Linked DNA regions of Nothobranchius furzeri: region 2 is linked to region 1. A link is a contact called in public Micro-C data. All regions are on one chromosome and are shown on one strand. The core of a region is the stretch at or near the end of the contact, and the rest is flanking DNA. Distances in the headings are between cores, read along the strand shown.

Evidence for each region. A called contact is a pair of places that touch in the nucleus more often than the background predicts.
Region 2: a contact with region 1 is called in a Micro-C map of tail fin, with 8 times the contacts expected there. The contact joins two enhancer-like sites. A contact is called at or near these places in 2 of 2 Hi-C or Micro-C datasets (skeletal muscle and tail fin).

What each region holds. Positions count from the first base shown.
Region 1 is chr15:50,069,690-50,075,532 of NfurGRZ-RIMD1, forward strand. It overlaps LOC107391331 (solute carrier family 41 member 3), which reads left to right. Exons shown (of 11, transcript XM_015968598.3): 6 at 1,620-1,766; 7 at 2,214-2,358; 8 at 4,964-5,043. Among protein-coding and RNA genes, the nearest start is that of LOC107391331, 31 kb to the left of the region's middle. Within about 2 kb of position 1,807, at least 1 of the 3 cell types and tissues checked has an H3K27ac peak or open chromatin away from gene starts, as enhancers often do. A contact at or near this core is called in tail fin, where this site is marked.
Region 2 is chr15:50,134,390-50,140,084 of NfurGRZ-RIMD1, forward strand. No RefSeq gene overlaps it. Among protein-coding and RNA genes, the nearest start is that of LOC107391330, 18 kb to the left of the region's middle. Within about 2 kb of position 1,977, at least 1 of the 3 cell types and tissues checked has an H3K27ac peak or open chromatin away from gene starts, as enhancers often do. A contact at or near this core is called in tail fin, where this site is marked.

The sequences.
Region 1 (5,843 bases), core at 557-3,056:
CATGTGACAGCACCGTACACATTTCCATTCCGGGTTAGATGAAGAGAAGAAGGCGGTGGTTGTTCCGCCTCACTGGCCAACAAATGAGGAAGGATCAATGAAACTTGCCCGAAACTCCAGCCTCTTTCATAAAACTACAGCGTTCACCAGCAAGCCGTTGGTCATTCATAAGTGATCCGCCCGTGGCGGTAATGGGGCGCAATCATGTGTTTCCACCAAGATTACACAGCGGTGGTATAAAGTGGGTGTGGGTCTTCATGCCATCATGAACTTCCCTTTACGTTGAACATAAATTGCGTTTAAGGCCAATTGAAGCAAAGCTCCTGAGGTTTTTTCACGAGCCGCTCCAAAAGGTGTCCTTCACAGTCCCACGTGAGCGCTCTGGTGGTCTGAGCTACAGATCTAAAAGCCAGAAGCTCCAGGATCTCCACATCGCTCCAGTCTCAGCTGAAAACTGTCCGTGTTTACTTTCCTTTTCATAATTAACGTTTTCCTGTAGATTTCACGCAGAAGTATGTTGGGTATGTGTTCAGTTTAACATGAATATGATAGAGAAGTAAAAGGGGTATAAGCCTCAACTGTGAAAATAAAGTGCATCAGAAATAGTGGTAGTCATGACGAACATTTAGTCGAATGGCACCGCGAGGCACCTCAGGTGGCACACCCCAACACGCACAGTTCATACAGGAAGGCTCGGCTGACCAACTATTGCAACAGTTCAATTGCATTTCTGTTCAAAGTTTGGAAATTATAATTTTCTATTTGCCACAAAATTCTGCATCAAATTATCTTGAATGTTTTATTAAAACAATGAAGAGTTTTTTTATACCTGATGATTCAAACCATTTAGGATAAAATGTTCACCTACACTAATGTTTACAGTGCATTTCTAAAATAGAGAATTTCATCAAACTTTTACATATTTATAATTTATTATCATAAATGACTTTTCACTTAACTTGGCCCTCATCTTGAAAAGTTTGGACACCCATCTATTTTATTACGTCTGTTTTAAACAACAGTTACTTAAACTCAGTCACTGAACGCACCGTTAGCTGAACGGAAGCTAACATATCAAGTTAACGTTATCGTAAACATTTTATTTACCTACCGGAGCAGATTAAGATGATGATGCCTCACTTAGAGGCAGGTTTCATCATCACCCAGTTACCCATCCCACTTAGTGAAGTGGACCCCATCTTCAGAACACTTCCTGTCTGCCGTGCTGCTTTGTTTACTGCTCGCCCACAGTGACTGACGACTCTTGCGCCGGCGCGGCACAGGTACCTAAACAAGGCACCGATTCATATGACGTGAATCACTCAGTCGGTACTGTGGGATTCGGTCGGTGCCTTAAAAAGTACCAAATTCGGTACCCATCACAAAATGTCGGAGCAGTAGCAATAAGTCTCTCCTTACACTTTTGCTCCTCTTTTAATGTCATTTAAGATTTATTACACAGTTGTTGTTGTTTTTTTTTTGTTGAGCTTTTCTCACAGTAGTGCGGTTTGCTCCAGCGAGCCGTCACTCTGTGTGGCTTCTGCTCTGCTTCCTGTAAACCTCGATGGAAGAGGCTAATTGTGTCCGTGTGTCCTGTTTGTCCCATCGTCCGTCTGCAGGTCTGGTGATGATTGGAGTCATCATTGGATCCAGGAAGGTGGGGATCAACCCGGACAATGTGGCCACCCCCATTGCAGCCAGTCTGGGGGACCTGATCACCTTATCTCTGCTGGCTGGGGTCAGCAGCACGCTTTATGTGTACAGAGGTGAGAATGAAACCAGACTTGTCCACTATGTACCACAAGATGGCAGCAAAACTATCTTTTATTATTTTAAACACAAGAAATGAGTCATTTGCAATGGTTTATACAGAGTAGTTGAACCTTGTCATTAAAATCATAAACAAAAAAACGTTTTTTCTCCTTCCTGAAGTGCTATTTTCTACAGCCTGTGGTTTATATTGATGTTTGGAGCATTAAAAAAGAAATCCTGACCACCATATAACTTTTTTTTATATTTATAGTTGTTGTTTAGCACAACATGTCCCAAATGTGGTGTGAAATCCTGGAAAAGAGTTGAATTTTATATTTTGGGAGGTTAATGTTGTGTTGAATGACCTTATTACGGTCATGGGTCACGTCGGTTCTGCATCGTGACACTTGTAGGGGCTCCTGAGCGGTCGACTCCACCTTTAATAATCTCCTCCCCCTCAGACATCTGGTACCTGTCCCCTGCGGTGTGCCTGGTCTTCATCGCTCTGATCCCTCTGTGGGTGGTGGTGGCCCGTCGGAGTCCTCAGATCAGAGAGGTTCTCCGCTCAGGGTGGCAACCTGTCATAGTCGCCATGTCCATCAGCAGGTACACACCTGGTTCTGTATGCCAGTCAGATGTTTGGATATTTGATATTTCTGCTGTTGGTTACAAACATCTGGACCGGTCAGCAGATGGTGAGAATGTGTCGAGGTGCAGAAAGCACTAATTGAGACAGCAGCTTGAGAAATTGAGCGAGAGCAGACAGATCTTTCGTTTAAAAGAGAGCCGTTACGCAGAACTCTTCTTTTGAATCCTTTTGTGATGCCTTCTGGTTTTCTGCCGCATCTGTCAAGACTCCAAATGTGAAAATCGTTCATCCCTCTGTTTTCTGTCAGTGTTTGATCTGAGAAATTACGTACCTAAAACAAGTAATTTAAAAAAGTCCCCATTTGTGACATCACTACAGGATAGTTAGTATCGAAACACCACTGAATCAGCTGTGTTGGAGCAGAGAAACAACTAAAACGTGTTGGACACCGGCCCTCCAGGACTATGATTCAGGACCACTGCAATAGGGCAGCTGCTCTACTCAGAGCCCCTCCCAGATATCAACTTATAGCAGCCAATCACGGCATGGGTGGGCATGGCCAGCAATAGATTGTGTTCTTAAAGTGACAGAGCCCCGAAACGGCTCATTGTGGAAGGTTCTGAAACAGTCAAGAATAAAACAGCTGAGTTTGCTTAATGTCAGAGGGATTTACAGGTGCTGGCCAGTAAATTAGAATATCATCAAAAGGTTGAAAATATTTCAGTAATTCCATTCAAAACGTGAAACTTGTACATTATATTCATGCAATGCACACAGACCAATGTATTTCCAATGTTCATTACATTTAAATTTGATATTCATAAGTGACAACTAATGAAAACTCCAAATTTGGTATCTCAAAAAATTAGAATATTCTGAAAAGGCTGAATATAGAAGACACCTGCTGCCACTCTAATCAGCTGATTTACTCAAAACACCTGCAAAGGCCTTTAAAAGGTCCCTCAGTCTTGTTTTGAAGGCACCACAATCATGGGGAAGACTTCTGACTTAACAGCTGTCCAAAAGACAATCATTGACACCTTGCACAAGGAGGGCAAGACACAAAAGGTGATTGCTAAAGAAGCTGGCTGTTCGCAGAGCTCTGTGTCCAAGCACATTAACAGACAGGCGAAGGGACGGAAAAAATGTGGTAGAAAAAAGTGTACAAGCTCTAGGGATAACCGCACCCTGCAGAGAATTGTGACGACAAACCCATTCAAAAATGTGGGGGAGATCCACAAAGAGTGGACTGCAGCTGGAGTCAGCGCTTCAAGAACCACCACGAGGAGACTCATGAAAGACATGGGATTCAGGTGTCGCATTCCGTGTGTCAAGCCACTCTTGAACAAGAAACAGCGCAAGAAGCGTCTCGCCTGGGCCAAGGACAAAAAGGACTGGACTGATGCTGAGTGGTCCAAAGTTATGTTTTCTGATGAAAGCAAGTTCTGCATTTCCTTTGGAAATCAAGGACCCAGAGTCTGGAGGAAGAGCGGAGAAGCACAGAATCCACGTTGCATGAGGTCCAGTGTAAAGTTTCCACCGTCAGTGATGGTGTGGGGTGCCATGTCATCTGCCGGTGTTGGCCCACTCTGTTTCCTGAGGTCCAGGGTCAATGCAGCCGTCTACCAGGAAGTTTTAGAGCACTTCATGCTTCCTGCTGCTGACCAACTTTATGGGGATGCAGACTTCACCTTTCAACAGGACTTGGCACCTGCACACAGTGCCAAAACCACCAGCACCTGGTTCAAGGACCATGGTATCCCTGTCCTTGATTGGCCAGCAAACTCGCCTGACCTTAACCCCATAGAAAATCTATGGGGTATTGTGAAGCGGAGGATGCAATACGCTAGACCCAACAATGCAGAGGAGCTGAAGACGACTATCAGAGCAACCTGGGCTCTCATAACACCTGAGCAGTGCCACAGACTGATCGAGTCCATGCCACGCCGCATTACTGCAGTTATTGAGGCAAAAGGAGCCCCGACTAAGTATTGAGTGCTATACATGCACATTCTTTTCATGTTCATTCTTTTCAGTTGGCCAACATTAGAGAAACAAACATTTTTTCATTGGCCTTTAGAATATTCTAATTGTCTGAGATACCAGATATGATGTTTTCATTGGTTGTCACCTATAAATATCAAAATTAAACGTAATAAACATCGGAAATACATTGGTCTGTGTGCATTGCATGAATATAATGTACAAGTTTCACGTTTTGAATGGAATTACTGAAATATTTTCAACCTTTTGATGATATTCTAATTTACTGGCCAGCACCTGTAGTTCAAATAACTTCATGAACTTGTTTCTCACCTCATCATTTATCAGCTGGAGTAGAAAATAGAGCCGTGTTTAATCCGTAGTCAGAGCTTCTTTAGTGCGAGCTAGTTTACTGTGAATGGTTCACAGCTGCTTTTATATTTAGGGAAAGTTGAAACGTCAGACTTTTGTTTTCTGCAGGCTTTTTAATAAAGAGGACTTCTATTTTTAAATTTCTTTAATTTATTTTCTTATTTGCTCCAAAAATAAAAACCTAGAAGCGACAAGAACCCACTCAATACGTAAACAGTGGTTAGAAAGTGACAGGATACCGTTCTGACTCTCTCTGTGATGTTGCAGCTTTGGAGGCCTCATTCTGGACAAGACGGTGAGCGATCCCAACTTCCAAGGGATGGCTGTCTTTACGCCCGTCATTAATGGTAAGCCGATCGGCTCATGAGGTGGTTATTTGTGAAGTACCTTATCCTGTTGCGTGAACAAACAAAATGATCTTAACAGTAAAACGAGAAACTAAAAAAAATGTGTTTTTCTAGAAAAAGATAAAAAAATATTAGGAATTTTATGGAAAAAGAAAAGTAACTAAGAGTAAACATCTTAGCTGCTTTGAAAGCAACAAGCTGAATATTTAAAGAGCACTCTGAGTTTCACATGCAGGCTGAACCTGAAAATAGTCTCCTACCCTATCTCCCACGTTAGCCACTGACAGAAAATAGACGTGGACATGCTCAGATTAGAAAACCCACTGACATCTACACTCACTGGCCACTTTATTGGGTACACCTTGCTAGTAACAGGTTGGACCCTGTTTTGCCTGCAGAACTGCCTTAATCCTTCAGAGCACAGATTCAACTAGGTACTGGAAACATTCCTCAGAGTTCTTGGTCCATATTGACATGACCGCGTCACGCAGCTGCTGCAGATTTGTCGGCTGCACGTCCGTGATGCAAATCTCCCGTTCCACCACATCCCGAAGCCGCTCTGTTGGACTGAGATCTGGTGACTGTGGGGGTCATTTGAGTACAGTGAACTCATTATCATGTTCAAGAAACCTCGAACCTTGGAATCAAGCTTCATGGTGGCGCAGTGTTTAGCACTTTCGCCTTGCAGCAAGAAGGTTGCAAGTTCGAAACTCAGCTGCGACCTTTCTGTATGGAGTTGCGTGTTCTCCCCATGCATGCGTGGGTTTTCATCCGGGTACTCCGGTTTCCCCCACAGATCA
Region 2 (5,695 bases), core at 727-3,226, 65 kb after region 1:
TCAGCTGATGAATCCAGGGTTCCTGAGCCTTTAGATGGTCTCTCAGTCATAGCTAACTAACTGAAATAAACAGACATTTGCACCACATTCCATTCTTTTAGTTTCACCTGTATATTTATAATGTAATGGGAGTTCAGCTTGACCACCAGGAGGCACTGTTGACACGTCACCATCAGGGTGCAGGCTGTGTAGTCGGGAAAGCTCCAAGTGACAGACACTGAAAAATGACAACAGAAAAATAAAAAGAAACGTGTGGCCATTTTCCAAAAAGATACTTTAGACACAACCATCATCTTCTACAACGCTTCAGAGGAACCAAAGATGTGACAGCTGCAAAGAAAATCCTGCTGCACTCGCACAATCACCAGTTCAACAAAATGATTTGATTTGTAAAAGCTTTTGCTGGTTCTGAAAGACAACAGAACACACATCCACGTGGCTTCCAGACCCCTGGATTCAGATGCGTCCAGAAGAGTCGGTTTCATAAAGTTTCATAACCAACAGGGTTTGTTTGCTAAAGGACAGAAATGCTCATGTGTTTTCTCTTTAAAGGATTTACAAAGCAATGATGTGGTTCCATCATCCGCCAGATTTCCAGGCCAAGAATGGGTGCAGACAAAAAAAAAAAAACAACAGTTTTTGCAGTCTTTACCACGCTCCAAAGGTTGTTTGAGGACAAAGAGCCGGTTGGTGCTCTGCTGGCGTCGATGAGAACAGATCTCATCACTGCTGGGGAACATCACTCAGTTACAGAGCGTCTGGGGGTGTGTTCTCCCTTTTAATATGGTCACCACAGAACTTTCAGAAGAACAGAGCGTGTCAGGTGCCAGAGTTGGTCCACTTGTCTGCATGCTGCCTTGCTCGGTTAGCAAAAACAAAGTCAGGTTCAGGATGAGAAAGCCCGCCAGCTGTGGGCCAACCTTTTGAAGAAGCTCACAGAAGTTTTGTCTCTACTAGGAACCATGAGTAGCGTGATGACATCACGCATCACATGTTTCATTGTACCAGTTCTCCTCCTACACCCAGGTAAACACACACACACACACACACACACACACACACACACACACACACACACACACACACACACACACACACACACACACACACACACACCCCCTCTCTCTTGACAGAAAAGTGACACCAAGCAAGTGATGGTTTGAAGAAGTTTCTTCATTTGGCCAACAGGTTGATTCAAACATGTGTTCATACAAAAGGCCACTAGATGTCACCCAAGAGGCCGGTGTAAGAAAGCAGAGCTGACTTTAGAGTGACTCTTTTACCTCAATATTCCCTAACAGCTCAGCGCCACCAGTCATGTGATGCATCTATAACCCAGCTGACTGCAGCCTAACGACTAATGTGAAAGAATAATTAATTGATTACAATGTTAATGCAAATAAAACTGTTAGTGGTTTAAACCATATTAGACAAGTGTGAGTCAGTTGTGCAAAATCAAATAACCAAACATTTTTCATATAATAAATGTATTTACTGTAAGCCAGAGATCACGAGGATAAGAACGGAAAACTGTGTGGTGAGTTTAATCTGCACAATCAAACATTTTCTCTCAGCATGCACACATTCTCACGTTATAATCTTTGTGTATGGATGCCCGTTTGTGTGCACGAGCAGGCACACGCATTGTTTATGCATCTGGCTTCTGGTCGGCCCTGCAGGATTTGTCCACACCTCCATCTGTCGCCTCCTCTCACTGATACACATCTTTGGTGTCTCCATCTCAGTTGCCAGGAGACGCAGAGAGAATCCAAACACTACTTGAGGAAATCGGAACGAGAACATAAATCTGATGTATGGCTTTAGCCAAAGAGCAAGTGGCACTTTACATTTTTTCAGTTTGGAATGGACTTATTGTGCAACTCGAGCCATTGGGCCTGAAATGATAGACAGCAGCGTCTTTAGACACATCTGTCCCACATTAGGATGAGTCAGTGGCCAGTAAACAGCTGTCAGCCGTCGGTAACGTTCGTAAGTCCTACAGCGCACAGCTTAACAGCCACACATGCAACTCATTACAGTTTATGAGCTGTGACAGCTTTCCTTCATCTGATCTTTTTCCACTCAAGAGGGAATAACCTGTGGGCAAATTAAACACAATCTGCATCCCAAAACACTCCATTTTGTTTTCTTTTGACCTAAAAAGGAAGTTATGATTCAATAAAACGCATCACAATTATTCCTATTTCGTGACTTCAAAGGCTTTTGAGATATGCACCAATAAAACCAAGTTACATAATTCATAGCAAATGCACTCCCAATGTGCTTTTCATCAGCTGAAACCGAACTGGAATGGTTTAAAAGATGGTGGGTGACATTTACCAAACTTATGTAAAGATGCAATTAGGTCCTGATGAAATCAAAGCAAACGGGAAACATTTTTTATTGTAGTTTTTATTCGTTTTTATATTAAGCAGCAGATTTTACTCAAGTTTGACTTCATGTGACAAAACATATGAAACCCCACATGGGCTGACTGCATGAATCAGTCCCTGGGAATGAAACCTGAGATGTTTTGAGGTTTGTAGCGCTGCAGCAGTGAGAGTGGATCAATCCTGACCTCTGCTGATCGTAAGGAACGTTACACCAGGCTGCTTTGTTTTAGTCTGTGGCATACTGTATAGCGGTGTGTTTATGGACGTGTGCATAGGAGAAGAAATTCTGGATTTCCTTCTTAGAAATGTTGTCACCCCGGGTTAATTCAATTCAATTCAATTCAATTATTAACTTATAACAGTTTAAAGTTATTGATTTATATGGTTTGTTTCATTTTGAATGATTTAACAAAAAAACAAAAAACAAAAAAACAAAAAGTGGACACATGCCGGCACTCTAGGGCAGGCAGGGGTCACCAACCTTTGTGAGTATTGAGCCACATGAAGGCTTACCAGGCTGATATTATAGGGACCTTTGGTAAAGTAGCCTTCATGTAAATGAAAAACAAGAGAGTTTTTGAAAAGAAAAAAACAATCATGTTTTTAGATCTATATTAATGCATTTGTGGTTAAAAAAGATGGAATCAGTTTATTTTATTTTATTTTATTTTATTTTAGACCTTTAAAGGTACCATGGGGGCGCCATGGTGTCCAGGTTGGTGACCCATGCTGTAGGGATTTTGAAGTGGTTAGAGACTTTTTGTAAAAATCCTCCTCAAACAACTTCTAGCCCTATAAGGGTCATATTATGAGTTTTCTCTCAAATTGTAACAGTAATTTGGTTAGTTGACACAAAACATGTTAATGACGTTTTTGCCCTAAATCAGTCTCAGCTTTTTCATGACATTTTCAGTACCTTCCAGAATGAGCATACTCTTGGCTCTATCAGTTTAAGAAAATGAGCTGGGGTAGGCCACGCCCACTCATTCCCCACTCGGTTATCTGGGAAGGGCTCAAGCAAAAATCACCACATGTAGCAAAATGTGGTGCTTCCGGGGCATCCACAGGTCAAGGCCAGAGGGACATCTGCTAAACTAACTATGAAACGAGAAATAAACAGTGTTGTTAAGGTTTATAAATCCATTTTCGCCTAAACGGCTTTGGGGACTGAAGGGATTTTCAGACAGCCATAATCCACTTTGATCTTTTTTGGAATGAAACGATTAAGATTCTAAAACAATCTGTGTTTGTAGAAATATCTGAGGAATTTATGCCCGATAATGTGGAACGAAGACAGCTAAAATTACACAGATACACAAAGTTTTACGTGGATGGCAAAACTGAAATAGGAATATATTGTTAAACAATTAATAAATATGTTACAACTGCCGTCCACTCATTTCCCACAGCTTATCCGTGGGATTCGCAAGGCGTTCCGTGGCCAGCCGAGAGTCATAATCCCTCCAGCATGCCCTGAATCTTCCTTTGGGTCTCCTCCCGATTGGACATGCCCAGAAAACCTCACCAGGGAGGCATCTAGGAGGCATCCTAAATAGATGCCCGAGCCACTTCAACTGGCTGCACTCGACGTGGAGGAGCAGCAGATCTACTTTGAGCCCCTCCCGGATGACGGAGCTTCTCACCCTATCTCTAAGGCCAACCTGCGGTGAAAACTAATTGTGGTCGCTTGTATCCATGATCTAAATCTTTATGTCACTACCCAGAGCTCATGACCATGGGTGAGGGTAGGAACAGGGGAGCTGCCAGAGATTTTGGACCCCATGGAAAAAATATCAAGTTGGGCCCCCTAGGGGCTCATCCATAGCTGGAGCTGGGGTTCCACCCTCCCAGATTCAAAGGGAGAATATATATATACTTTATATTAGTGTTTCAGTTTTGCTTAATCATGTAGGTCTACATGCATGCTTACTTATTTACATATAATTTTCACCAGCTGTCTCTCATTAAACAGTGAATTTCCTTCAACAGAATTAGCAATATCACTGCTGAAAAAGGCAGGAAATGCACATGCTGAAAGGTGTTAATCTCCTTTTCCTTATTACTCCCTTAAAATGTGTTTATTTATTCTAAAATTGTATTTGATGATAAAATTCAAATTTGGATATCTAATAAAATTTCCATGTTGTGTCAAAGCTTTACATAACTACATTTTCAGCTTCTTTCCTCTTGAAATCAAGTATTTCTGTATGACTGATAAAAATTAAGGGTTCACTGCTCACAAGGTGACTTCTTTATTAAGTCTCCACGGCTTCATCATAGACACAAAATGAATAAGCACACAGTTCAAACCGGAGTCAGTTAGGGTTACAAACAATTTTAAAGTTGGACAACTTTGAATGAATACGTAAATAAGTCTCTGGACACCCATTTTTCTCAACAACAACAAAAAACAGCTAAAAATATATTCAGCCTTGATTGTACACAGCAAGATTTATTATTTACAGTGATATAATTAATAATGCTCCTGAGTGACATATCTTGTTTTTGATTTGTTCAAAGCTGTCACCATTATTTTTACAGCAGTATAAATAATGACGAGTTTTAGAAAATTAAGTTTATTTATAACAGTTATTAACAGCTTTTGTTTCATTTTTGCTCTCTGATGAATTATTTGGAAATGACTGATTTTTGGTTTTTGTTCTAAAAGCTACATAAACAAATTATATCTTGTAAAACCTCCCATAATTCAGTCAGATTCAAAACATTTCATTTCAAGGTGTTTAGTAGATGAAGAGGTTTTTTTTCTTGTATGGTGCCTTCAAAAAGGTGCTTCACAGTAATAATCTCACAGTAATTTATGTTACATTAACAGACTAAATAACAATGCTTCAACCTGCCCAGCATCCAAAACAATCTACACATTTTACTGATTGATATTTATAACTATCATTATGTGGAAAAACAATGTGTTTATCACCAAAAATAGCCTTTTTATATTCCTTTGTAATAGTACTGATAGAGAAGAGAGCCTTAAGTGATTCCCACAGACCCCCTTAAATGAGGCTGCTAGCTAACATGCTACATTGCTCACCTTCTTGAGGTTCATTGGGTTGTGAGGGGACACCTGCTGACATATCATCAGCTGCTGATTCTGGTAGGGACAAGGACAACAACCCATTTACCATAATTAGATGAAACACTGTCACTGTGGATATCAGAGCTAGCAAACAGGTTGAATTTAACCACTCACTAACTAAACCCACCTTTCTTTGAGAAAAACTGTGTGACATACTGACGCCCTCTGTTCTGCCTGTCCTCTTTCTCCTTTCTTTCTTTCCTTT